2 separate regions of the Mus musculus genome follow, and region 2 is linked to region 1. A link is a contact called in public Hi-C data. All regions are on one chromosome and are shown on one strand. The core of a region is the stretch at or near the end of the contact, and the rest is flanking DNA. Distances in the headings are between cores, read along the strand shown.

What was found. A called contact is a pair of places that touch in the nucleus more often than the background predicts.
Region 2: a Hi-C map of nephron progenitors shows a contact between it and region 1, with 2.6 times the contacts expected there. The contact joins the enhancer-like site here to the promoter of Commd8 in region 1. A contact is called at or near these places in 15 of 39 promoter capture datasets (the 3T3-L1 cell line, 3T3-L1-derived adipocytes, the C10 cell line and 12 more), 1 of 15 datasets of contacts at CTCF or cohesin (large pre-B cells), 38 of 484 Hi-C or Micro-C datasets (the AML12 cell line, the C10 cell line, the C2C12 cell line and 22 more), 26 of 115 datasets of contacts at active chromatin or transcription factors (the 230-238 cell line, CD8 T cells, the HPC-7 cell line and 16 more) and 4 of 9 other capture datasets (adipose tissue, bone marrow-derived macrophages, liver and 1 more).

The regions. Positions count from the first base shown.
Region 1 is chr5:72,165,068-72,171,728 of GRCm38.p6, forward strand. Commd8 (COMM domain containing 8) reads right to left here and starts at 3,122. Exons shown (of 5, transcript NM_178599.5): 1 at 3,012-3,122; 2 at 284-439. The coding sequence starts at 3,077.
Region 2 is chr5:72,279,131-72,285,791 of GRCm38.p6, forward strand. It overlaps the pseudogene Atp10d. Among named protein-coding and RNA genes, the nearest start is that of Commd8, 110 kb to the left of the region's middle. Within about 2 kb of position 4,056, at least 20 of the 459 cell types and tissues checked have an H3K27ac peak or open chromatin away from gene starts, as enhancers often do. A contact at or near this core is called in nephron progenitors, where this site is marked.

The DNA of each region.
Region 1 (6,661 bases), core at 1,872-4,371:
CAACCAGAACACTCAGGCTTTCTTCAGCATCCTGCATTCACCGCTATGCTTTCAAAGTGTTACAGTGGGAGAAAAAAAAAAAAAAAAAAAAAAAAACAAAACAACTAAGACAAAACTGCCATGTCCCAGAAAATCCAATGTGGTCTTCCACTCACTCACGATTAGACCTTCGGCTGCTGTAGCATGTGATCAGCTACTGAACACATGGGTAGAACCCTATGAACATCATTAGAACCTCTGGATGATACTTATTATCAGGTAAAGAGGTCAGGACTGAAACTACCTCTTCCTCAGAGAAGTTTTTGCCAACGACCGCTTTGAAAAACGTGGTAACATCTTCGAGAACATGCTTCCACTCAGCTGAATTCCAGACACTGTGATAATCCTGGTGGGCAGGATAAGCTCGGCCACAGAAGCCATCAATGATTTTGTGAAGAAGCTAGGGAGAAAAAAGGAAATCAAAGTACTTTAAAGAAAATGACATTGACAGACGTGCCTTTTATAAAACCAGCTACGACAGAAAGGCAACTATTTTGAAGATTTATTGTTGGTGGTTTTCTTTGTCGTTCTGTTTGTTGTCTTATTGCTTTGTTTAGTTTTGGAGACAGGGTCTCACCTCTGTAGACCAGGCTGGCCTCAAACTTGTGGCAATCCTCCTGTCTCAGTCTCTCAAGTTTGGGTGTTCCAGGTATGAGCTACCAAACCCTGCTAAATCCCAGACCTTCCATTATGAAGTCTACCTTTAGAAAATAAAATAATGTTAAGGTACACTGTTGTTTTCCAAAATCCCTGAATGGAGAACAGTTCACGTAGAAGCTTCCCTCCGAGATCTGAAGGTGCCATCTCTGTAGTAACCAAGCACGCGCTCCTCTCACAGATAAGCCCCCCCCCCCAGGAGCACTACTACCTCGGTTTGGCTTTGCCTCCCCCGGCCCCCAACAGCATACTCTCCTATTCCTCAGCAGGGGTGTTGTGCTTTGCTCTGAGAAAAGCACTGGCCATCTTTCCTTTCCCACCTGACTTCCGCTCTGCACTACCAGCAACTGAAACCATGTGAACCTAACAGAGTATGAAGACTGGATTTAGGACAAAACTGCTTGCTATGCTTCCTAGTTCCACCAACTCCTCATTTTAGTTACATTCTCTGCGATCCAAGCGTAAGAGAAGAATGTCACCTGACCACACAATGTCATAGAATTACATATGAGCACAGTAACTCGAGCATCTTAGCAGGCACAAGACATCAGAAGGCCGTGAGTCTGCCTTTGTTCTTACTGCTGTTATCACTACTTCCATAGCTCAAGCCTTCCGTGTCCTACTGCAGATAATCACATTCATGTGATACTGTTCCAGGCGACACTTGTATCCTGCCAACCACTTAAATCCAAGTAACTGGGAAATGGCGTTGAGCTAAACGTCTTTAGACTCCAATCGCCTTAGATATGAACCCACTCCGTGGGGAACAGTAACCCCCAAAACACCACACAGATGGGTAACTTCTGACTCACCATATAAAATGGGAATACAACCAAAAGCCACCTGTAATGTCTACCAAACAGTATCCTGACACTCCCTGCAACTCTATAAGGTAAGCATTGTAACTGTTCTCATTTTACAAATGAGGACATTGAGGATAAATGATGCTCTACCATAACAGAGTTCCAATCTATCAAAAAAAGTACACATATAAATAAGTGCGTGTGGTAGAGGAGAGGGGATAGAAAAGGTGTTTATGACGGGTGCAAAGGAACAAGGAAAGAGCTGAATTGAAAAGATGAGTGGCCATTAGGCATTCCCAGCCAACGCAATGTGCCCGCACACAGGACTGGAAATAAAACCCCAGCGCAGGAGTGGGAATTGCATCTTTGGAAAGGCAGACAAGGGTGAAAGGGCAGAGGACCTTTGAAAAGGCGAGTAGGGGCCAAATCACAGAAGGCCTTGCATACAACAGAAAGGAGTGAAGGCTTTAATCTGCACTCAACTTTCCTGTAAGTAATTACATTATTTTTCCAAAACTTTGCCAAGATATTGTGAGCAGGAGTAAGTGTGAGACTATAGAGGCAGAGACCATAAACAGGTAAAGGAGGTTGAAAAGGGGAGGTCCAAGGATGAAACCCAGAGTTTCTTAAATAGAGTGGCCTGGTAAAGAAGGATGGTGACACCACAACAACCAATGCTGTGAAAAGGGAGTGGAGACCCAAACCAGGGATTTCCCATAGCTGTGGCAAAAGGCAGAGGCCCAGGAAGAAGACAGCTGGCTCAGCTCTCAGATTCAGGAGTCAAATGTTTTGGCCATCTCTATATAGGAGGAAAGACACCCTGAAAGTTAGGAGACACAGTCCATAGATAGGTTTGAGCTTTGGCCCTGGCTTGCTGGAAACCTGTGGCTGACATATTTCACTGTCCTCATTTGTAAAATCAAAGAAAATGTTTAAAGTACATTTTCTAAAGAACGGAGGGAGTGGCGTTAAATTTCTTTCATCTACAACTGAAGCCGACTTTGGGTAGAAGGGCCACAGTGGAGACTTCTGAAAGCCTGAGCAGGGCAGAGTGCCACCATCAAATCACTTTCACAGAGGTCTGGACCCTGGGTGTGCTGCAAGAAACCCTGGTTGGCTGTCTCTGGTCTCCACAAGCCTGGCTTTATGGGTGAGCTGTTTTCAGCGGCTGCGATCACCTCTTGGCCAAACTTGAGTGGCTACTCCTTTTCTGGTTAGGAGTTGGTTCCTCCCGCCCTCCAGGGAACAGGTCCCACCGGGTTCGACTCCTCACTGCATCCGCCGGACCTCACACAGAAAGGGGCGTTCGGGAGACCTGAACTCAAAGACTGCGGACGCAGCAGATCTCGGGCTCTACCACCCGAGCTTTCTAGAAGCAAGAAGACCCCACACGCACCCAGGCCTGGGCCATTCCTAAACCGCGTAAAGTCCTTAGGCCGCCATTGTGTCTCCAGGGGCCCAAGAAGAATAGTCCGGACCCCGGCCTTCCCGTGCCCTTCACAAACCCCTCACCCCGGCGCCCTGCTCCGGAGGCAGCTTCTGTAGCCGCCAAAGCGGCGTCCCCTCTTCCGGCTCCATCCCCGAGAAGTAGAGATACCTGTCACGTGACAGGCCTGAACCTTAGGCTTACGCTCCGATTCGTCCACGTGACTTTCTGGAGGGCGGGGCCGGCGGGCGGGCTCAAAGTCCTTGTGCGCATGTGCAAAACCTCAGCCATTGGTTTTCTCCTGTAGAAAAAAGAGCAAGTTTTTTTTCCCTCTTTTTTTTTGGGGGGGGGGGGGGGGGGGGAGGGGCGGTCGAGACTGAGGGGAAGTCTGTTACCCATCCGCTTGCTGCTGAAGGAAGATTTACAGACTTTTGCTCGGTTGAGACTGTGTTCAGAGACAGATCTCATAAACTTTCTTCACTGCAGAAAATCATCTAGTAATAGTCACAGCCTGTATTTGAACCCAGGGCCTTTCCCCCAGAGATCTGACAGTCTCCTAGTCAAAGAGTTTGACCTCAAAGACAAATTAAAGTTACTTTTTTTTTTTAATTTTTTTTTATTTTAAGAAGAGATGTGGGGTGGGGGGCTGGAGAGATGGTTCAGCAGTTAAGAGCACTGACTGCTCTTCCAGAAGTCCTGAGTCCAATTCCCAGCAACCACATGGTGGCTCACAGCCATCTGTAATGAGATCGAATGCTCTCTTCTGGTGTGTCTGAAGACAGCTACTGTGTATTCGTAGACATAAAATAAATAAATCTTTAAAAAAAAAAAAAGATTGGATCCCCCCCCCCCGTTTACAAACAGCAAACGCAATCCAAGACAGAACTCATAGAAAGGCAAAGTTCAGCTATATATTATTAAGCAACCCAAAGACTCATTATCCAAGCTAAGAAACAAAACAACCTGCTGGTAAAGAAAACCCATGTTTATACCCACACATTTACCACAGGAGTGAACCCAAAATTCTTTGAGTTGTAATTTCAATCCAAAAAAAAGAAAGTTCGTGATAGAATGAGCCTTGTCATGAGAAGGTGCCATAACAATTAGGGTGATTACAACCCAATATGTAATGTTAGGATTAAGAGTGTTAGAAAGTGCTGAGAGGCATAGATAGAAAAATAGATAGATAGATAGATAGATAGATAGATAGATAGATAGATAGACAGACAGACAGATAGATAGATATGCCTTGTCCACAGTCACATACATGAGCGATAGCTGCAGAGTTTGAAGAAAGAATGAGAGTTCTGCTGTTCTGCCTGGGTAAAGGAAGGCTTACAGGAATGCATGCTTCTGTGACCATGCAATGTGTAAGTTAATAGTGCAAAATGACATCCATCAGGATATAAAGGATATCAAAAAACGGGATTTAGACAACACTGGACACCAAGAAAAGGTTGACCTTTGAAACATGACTATATTAAAATTGAACTTCTGGCAGATGCTGAATTTAAAATATTACATAAAGTGAGAGGAAAGAGCCCTTAATATTTAATGTCTTTTCATTAGTAATCGCTTGTCTTTGTATGTAATTTAAGGCATCATTTTTTTTTAATTTTCAACTTTTTCATTAAAAAATAAAGCGTGTGTGTGTGTGTGTGTGTCTGTGTGTGTGTCTGTGTGTGTGTCTGTGTGTGTCTGTGTCTGTGTGTGTGGTGTGTGTAGGTTGAGGACAACTTATAGACATTGATTCCTTCCTTTTAGGGTCCTGGGGTCTGGACCCTAGTTTTCAGGCTTGCAAACAAACAAATGTTTTAAGTGCCCTGAAGCACTTTAAAACATTACCTGTCTGTTCTGATCCTACCTCAGCTAGGTGTATTTGCGTTTCTGTCACCCTAACTTTGTTTATAGTAAGGGCTTAAAATGCAGACTCTGGAGTTAAGTTTAAGTCCAGCTCTGTAAATCATTGGTAACTGTTATCGTCTGTATAGCAATGGCAAGCTAGTTCACGTCTCTGGCTGGTCTGCGTCTTCATCTCTCATTATTTAGAATGACCATGCAGACTTTACAGGGCTTGTTTTAAGTTCATACCTGTAAAGTTGTTTACATAAAGCACAGCCTAGCACCTAGAAAATGGTATGATTCCTTTCTAAGGAGACTTCTTCCCCTGCCTGTATATCGCCAAGATACATCCAGCCTGCCTTATGGGCCGTGCAGGCAATGCAGATGAAGGGTTGCAACTGGGAGATGTGAAAGAAGCCAGGGAAGCCTCAGTGCTGAGCAGAAGCTGGAACGCCAGCTTCCTCTTTAGAGAGCTTCTTTCTGGGGTCGTTTCCTTATTTTCTATTGTTCTTCCTGTTTTTGTTGTCTGTCATTTGGGGGTAGAGTTTCGTCCACAAAAAATCTCAAGTTCTTCCTCCCTCCTTTCCGTCCTTCTCCAATTTCTGACAGACATCTACAGTGCATACATATTTGACAAATTATGACTATATTGATCTCTTTTAATGTTTGCTTTCAAAGCAGCCAAATATGACCTGGAATATAGCTCGATGGCACAGTGCTTAAACAATAGCAAGGAAAGATTTAAAAAATTAAAAAACAAACAAACAAACAAACCCTAGCTGTGGTGGTCTGAATAGAAAGGGCCCCCATAGACTCAAGTGTTTGAAGGCTTGGCCCATAGAGAGTGACATTATTGGAAGGTGTGGTCTTGATGGAGAAGGTGTGTCACTGTGGCGTCGAACTTTTAGGTACCAAATGCTTACTTAAGCCAAGGCTCATTTCTTTTATAGCTGCCTTTGTATCAAGATGTAGAACTCTCAGCTCCTTCTCCAGTACCATGTTTGCCTGCATGCTGTCATGCTTCCTGCCATGACAATAATGGACTAAAGCTCTGAAACTGTAAGCCAGCCCCAATTAAATATTTTTCTTTATAAAAGTTGCTGTGGTCATGGTGTCTATTCACCACAGTAGAAACCCAAATTAAGACTCTAGCCAATTTTGTGTGTGTGTGTGAATTTACCCATCTCCTTCTCCCAATGTCTTACTAAAGGCATCCACTAATAACCATTTACACTGATGATATATTTTCCAATTTATTTTCTAGATCGTATTTGCAACAGAGTCTGCCTTCTGAGTTGTCAGTCACTAATGAATCAGAACCCCTTGCTTTCTATTATTCTAACATGACCAAGCCACTTGGTCATGAAAGTCTTCAGATAATATTATGGGGGACTCCCACTCCTTACACAGATTTCTGCGTGAGTCAGATTAATTTAATTATCTTACAAAGATACCAGGAAATGTTCAACACGTTCTCCATTTACTTCTCACTTACACAAAGGCTGGTCTGATTGTTTTTGTTCTCTACGTCCTCCAGGTTCTGTCCACTGAGGCCTTGCATAGAGAAAAAGGGCCAACGAAACATCACAGAGGAAAGTTCTATGTGCCTGACCTAGAAATGCTGCACACACTACTCCTACCTGCATCACATCAACAGAGTCCATCTCCATGGAGCTACCCAAGTACAATGGATGCTGACGGGAGAGTTTAGTTGTGCTTCCAGGGGAAAAAAAAAAGAACACAATTTGATTTTTAAAATATATGTGTGTTTGGTGTTTGTTTTGTTTTCTGTGGTTTTTTTTTATTTTGTTTTGGATGGGTTGGGGTGGGGAGATCAAATTTATTTGATGAAGGTAAGCATCATCCAAAAGAAAACGGATTGGAAAGATACTGT
Region 2 (6,661 bases), core at 2,806-5,305, 110 kb after region 1:
TCCTTTTGTTATGGTGTTTGATCACAGCCACAGACTCTTAAGATACGTAACACGAAGGATTTGAAGAAAGTACTAAGCTTGGAATTTTTCCTGATGGTAGGGAGAGGCTACATTTAATTCTACTTAATTAGTTTCTAAGTAACTCTGGAGCATGGGATAAAGCTCATAGGGCCAACTTGTTCCCTTGAATATCCACTAGGGTTTGAATGTTTCACTCCTCTCACACGTCTCATGTTTTCTTCTGCCTCGTGAAGGTGACGGTGCCAATGATGTTAGCATGATACAAGTGGCCGACATTGGGATCGGTGTCTCAGGTCAAGAAGGCATGCAGGTGAGTACACACCCAAGTGCCATGACCATAATCTGCCTACGGAGGAAAAGCTTCTCCATGATAAAGTTGTCATAGGACAACGAAGCTATGGTGTGGGGAGCAAAGGAGGCTGGACCTTCAGCTAGTCCACCGTTGGTCGCTTGTGACTACAATGTGGTTCTAGCTAGTCTCTGCTGTGTTCATGAGTTCTCCTTTTTAAAGGCTCATGGACATTACAAGATTTCACTTTTTAGGCATATGATGGCTTTGTTAAATTCTCACTGGGAGAAATCTACTACCATTCGAATACATGACATGAAGAATGTAGAGGACTGGGGTTGGGGGAAGGGAAAGGGAAGGAGACATGAAAGAACGAGGACAAGGAAGATGTGACTGTGCCTTTCTGTGTGTGTGTGTGTGTGTGTGTCTGTGTGTGTGTGTTATGCATGTATATGTGTATGTACATGTGTATATGTAGTCTCTCTTTCTGCATCTGCTTGGAAGGTAAGTTAACAGATTTGGCTTTACTGCACCTGCTAGACAGTGTGTGTTCTAGCATGTTCCTTTGCCCAGCATAGCCTTCCCTCCCTGTCACCTCTGCAGGCTGTGATGGCCAGTGACTTTGCCATCTCCCAGTTCAGACATCTCAGCAAACTTCTCCTTGTGCACGGGCACTGGTGTTACACCCGGCTCTCCAACATGATTCTCTATTTTTTCTACAAGAATGTGGTAAGTACCTGCCGAGAATTTGCCACCTGCCCCACCAATCCAACCTTCTACTGCTGGTTGCCTCAGGGATGAAGAGAAGTACTACGATGCTAACTTGCCGTGTTCGCTAGTATCTGGAGGACAGCCGGAAGCTGTTCTAAGTGTCTCCAGAGATAATCTGGGAATGTGTACGTTTGAACTATTGACAACAAATTGCCAGGCCCGTCCATCTGCTGGCACGCTCTGCTCGCTCTGCGTTTACATTCCATTAAGTCCTGACGGGTTCATTTCAAATCCAGCTTTTGACCTTCCGTAAAAAGATAGTGACAAGCAGGATTACAAAATGGCTCAAGCTGTCAGGAGAAAATGAAAAGGTTTGCTTCTGTGGTACTTGGGGAGGCAAATAAGTAAATAAATGAGTAAATAAATAAACAAGTCCACGGCTCCAAAATAATGGCTCCTGTAATATATCAAAGAGAGCAAGAGAGGAAAATCCAATTGCAAGGATTTTTTTCTACCCAGCTCATAAAGTCTCTTTATGCTTGGTAGATATTTTGTGATCGAGGTATTATTATTGCTTGCTTGGGATAATCAGAAATTGCTTGGAAACCCTGGTGTCTAATCTTTAGTGTTCCATTTAAATTACACATACCTCTGTTCCTTCTTTCCTTCCTCTTTTTCTTCCTTTTTTTTTTTCTTTAATTATTTTTTTTCAGGCAGTGTCAAGCCCAAGATGGCCTGGAATTCACTATGTAGTCCAGGCACATCTCAAACTTGTAGTATTCCTCCTGCCTCATCGTACTGAGTGCTGGGATTACAGACACATAGCAGCATACTGGACTTCAGTTTTCTTTCTTACACATTCATGTTGACTCATTTGATTCTTCGAGGTGGACAAGTAACTAACTACATTATGGTCTTTAGACTACATTTGCTCTTGGTCTTTCAAAGCAGAGTTTTTGCTGGGCTGGCCTCGTTTAAGATACGATGCTGGGGAAAGATGAACCTGCAGGGCAGCCACTTCCTCGTGCTTCCTCCAAAGAGACTGTCCAATATTACCACAAGAATCCCATGCTTTGGGACCCTCAGTCTCAAGATAACTGAATGTTGCCTATTCTGTTGGCACCATTCCTTGTAACTACTAAGAAATAACTGGGAAGGATGGTGGGAAAAAATACATGTGTGGCGTTGTGACGAGTCTTCTCTGAGCCAGGTGTTCAACCTTTGTTCTCTTCATCTGAAGTGAAAATATCTGCAACTCTGCCACTTATATGGCAAATAAATGGCTGGGTAGCTTTGTGCAAATGTCTTATTCTCTTTGCGTCTCAGTGGCTTAGATTATTCGGCACACAATGGCAAAGTACCACAATGATAGCAATTGAAAACTCCCACAGTCTAAGAGCCAGAAGTCTGAAATTAGAGTGGGTGTGGTTGGGCTTTGGTAATGGGCCTTTCTGGCTACATCCTCTCAGGGTAGAGCAAAGCCACCAGAGGTGCATTTTAGAGAAACGTTAATCCCATCCCCACAGGCTGTACAATGATGACCTAAGTAAGTTTAGCATCTGGCCTCTGCTCCTATCACCATCGCAGTGGAGGCTAAGATTCGCATGTACATATTTTGAGGATTCAGAAATACTTTCATTTATCACCTATAAAATGGGAGCAACAATAGTTCCTAAGTTGTTATGAAGACTAAATGAATTCTTGGTAAGTCATTTAGAATCGTGCCAGCACCACATAGTACTGGTGTGTGTATGTGTATAACTTAATAAGATATCCATAAGAGACAAAACACAATTAGAGAACTACATAACAAGCTGAATTCTTCCATCTCTGGTTGTGGACAAAGCCGCGGAAGGCTGAAGGTGTGGCTCTCAGCAGCAAAGCATGTAGGATGCCTGTTCAGAATGCATACGGATGTCTCTAAGATCGGAACGTCTTTCTTTGTGTCCCCAGGCCTATGTGAATCTCCTTTTCTGGTACCAGTTCTTTTGTGGGTTTTCAGGAACATCTATGACAGACTACTGGGTGCTGATCTTCTTCAACCTCCTCTTCACATCTGTACCCCCCATCATTTATGGCGTTTTGGAGAAAGATGTTTCGGCAGAGACCCTCCTGCAGCTGCCTGAACTTTACCGGAGCGGTCAGCGATCAGAGGTAAGAGTTTAAGCAGCACTGGATCAGCAGATGCCCAGCATGCTGAAGGCCAGCATGTTTCCGGTCAGCCAGGTCTGGATAGTATCAGATACTCAGGGGTATTTAACATGCCTGGTTGCTTTCAATGCTCTATACCAGTGGTTCTCAACCTTCTTAGCTCTGTGTCCCTTGTAATACAGTTCTTTATGTTGTAATGATCCCCCCCCCAACTATAACTATTTTGTTGCTACTTCATAACTGTAATTTTGTTGCTGTTATGAATTATAACGTAAGTATCTAATATACATAATATCAGGTATGTGACACACACACCCCAGGTTGAGAACCACTGCTCTGTACACATGGCAAATGTTAAATCAGTGGCCTGTGGCATCAACATAAATCTTTGAAGTTCTTATGTACTTATAAGAAGAAATTCAGAGTTGGAAACCTTGTTAATGCCAGCTGACCTTTGTTAAACCCCACTGCTCAACCTCTTAGGCTCCCTAGGAAACCTCTTTCTGCCTCCTTTATCTTCACACAGACACCTTTTGAGACCGAAGCCAGTACTTTTCCTACTCCAAAATGAAGGTCTGCTCCTTAAATGTAGTCAGTAATTTCCCCCCAAACTGGCAGTTAGTGGATGATAGAGCCAGGCTGTGAAACCAGCCCATTCTGGTTCCGTGTTAAATCCTTCAGAGTCCAGAGCCACACAAAACAGTAGCGATCAGAGTGGCTCCTTCTGGGGAACTTCCCAGCAGCTATGGGGTTTCCAGGTCTGGGAGTCAGCCTGGAAATATGGCAATATTTACCTTTCTTAAACTCTTTGCTATCTGAAAGCCAAACACTGCTGGTCTGTGGTAATTAACTCTTGCTGTCTAGCAGCAGGGGAGGAGGGAAAGGATTTATTGCTAGCACTCCCTTCTCTGGCCAAGCAGCCAGAACCCTTCACTGGCCAGGCTGGTTAACTCCTTCTGCACCAGAGAGGAAAAAGAAAGATGTCACTCACACAGACATACACAAGCCGGTGAAGTGGAAAATGGCTACATCACTACATTTGGATGGATGGATGGATGGATGGATGGATGGATGAGTAGGTGGGTGGGAGGGTGGTGTATGGTGCAGAGCCCCCAAAGCCAAACCATCATCTTCATTTCTTTTCTCTGGCCTTTTAGAGACAAAAGTTCTTCAGAAAATTACCTCAGAGATAAAATGTTACATAAAATGGGACTTACAGAAGGATGTTGATATTAAGTTCAAAGCAGTGTTTCATTCTGTAAGCTCAGTATAAGTTCAAAGCAACAGTTTCTCATGACCATGTCTTATCATAGGGAACACCTGTGGCTTCATCCTTGGACCCAAATGCTTTTTCTTGAACACAAATTTGTCTGAAGTCTATATCTCTTTTTAGTGTAATTATGAAAGCTCATTGTGTTTCTTATTATGCAGCCTTTACTTATTATGAGGAGTGGACACATTCTATGCTTGATTCTAACTTTATTACATCTTTTTAGCAGAACAACTACATCTGAAGCCATCTCTTAAAACCTTCTTCCTAAGATCAAATCAGGACTTATATTAAATCTTTAGTTCATCTAAACAGCACTAATTCATGAAAGTTCATCTTTATGTTCATCTGCAAGAAATCTGTTCAATAGAGTGGACTAATGTCCAGGGATTATTATATTAATTTAGTAATGACAGGAAAGGCATATCAGCTACAAGAAGCTATCCTGAGATGAAGTCTCTTTGGGACCTTGCCTCATAGAGCTCACCATTGCAGACCGTACAAATATGGTGAGCCACCTCCAGGAAAGCCACCTGCTAGCCTTAGCTTAGCCTAGGCGGCTCCTGACAGGCTCCTATTTCCAGTCCACTGATCCCTAGGTCCTAGCCACTCAGCACTGGCTCCTCTCCTGCTTCCCGGAATCTACTGCTCCCTTATCTCTCCCCTAAAGGATTATGGGTAATAGGCAGGGTAGCCTATCACCTAGGGTGGCTGTCCAAATACTCTTGTTTCTGATTCGTCTTTCTCAAGATTAATAAGGCCAACATGGTTGTAACAAGAAATTTACACAACAAAAGACACTTCTAAGTGCTTAATGTAATTTAATCCCCCAAATATCCCTCAAGAGAAGGGCTGCCTCTACTTTGTAGGTGGTGCAAGACAAGCATAAGGTGCTGGTTTTAGTAACCTGGTCTTGATGCTGAGCTAGTGAGGGTAACAGTTGGATCTGATTTCCAGGCCCTGGCAGTGTGCCTTTGTGCTATGCTGCAGAGCTCTGATGATTCCGTTTAGTTCTTTGGTTTCCCACTGTGGTGTTTAGGCCAGAATGTCGAATGTTATTATGTGAGCATTGCGAGGATCCCAACAGAGGTGAGCCAGGAGCCTTAGCCACCTATGTGTGGACAAAGGGGAGCATCTCCAGGTGGCCACATGTTCCACTATTGAGAATGAGGATTGCCAGAATTCTCACATTTGTAATGGACAAGGGGAAGAAAAGAAAAGGAGAGAAGGAAAGGTGAGGGTAAAGAAAGAAGAGAAAGTAAAAGAAACGAGAAGAAATGCCTTGGGCTAACCTAATGAAAAAGAGAGATGTATGAATTCACACAGCTACATACTCCAGGGCAATGGGGGCAGCATATTTTCCTCTAAGCAAGTATAAATGTCTAGCTTTGATGCTTTGATCCAGAGCTTGTCACGCACTTTCTCAGGTATTTGTCACCAAGGCTAAAAGGGTCTTCTTCCTGTTGTCCAGGTCTGGGGCTTGTGTCATTCCCAGGGACAAAGCTAAAGCACATGGGTGGGGTTGGCAAGATCATCTCTGGAAGCACTAGGCAGAGCACAGTAAGATTAGACATCAGAAATCTGTGCTGGTCCCCAAGGGCTGCCTTGAAGACACTGGCATAGATCAGCATGGGTTGGGAATTACAGAGGATTTCGAAAGAGTTAACTTTCTGATTCTCAGGTTTGACCTTGTCAAGTGCTTTACCCTGCCCACACTTCAGTTTGTTTACTCTCTGGAAATGGTGTAGAATTAACAAAGATAACATATACACCATTTCCTGGCACATTAAGAACTCAGTATTATTATTTTGGACGATCCGGCATAAACATAATTTGGATGAGAGAGGTTTTAAATGATGCTTTATCTTCTCAAGCTTTAGGCTAACTTGAAGATCATTTCTGATAGCTGATGATTCGGTATCCTCACCTGACAGAAACAACTAGCAAAGAGGAGACACATTCAGCTGCCAGGAGGACAAGATCTGCATAAGCCTGTAGTAGCACGCAATCCCCTGAAACTGAGCAATGGGCTTTCCTAGAGCCATCCATCCTGCCTTTAGTTCAAGGCCCAGGTGCTAGACTGTGTGGTTGGAGCCACTGAACACTGTTGTGCACCCCAACTCCCAGCTAAGTCCCGTGTCCCCTGGGAATGGAAGCCCTTCAGTGGCAAGTGTTTACAAGAGTGACTTAAAAACCCTTTTGTATAGGCTGACTAATTC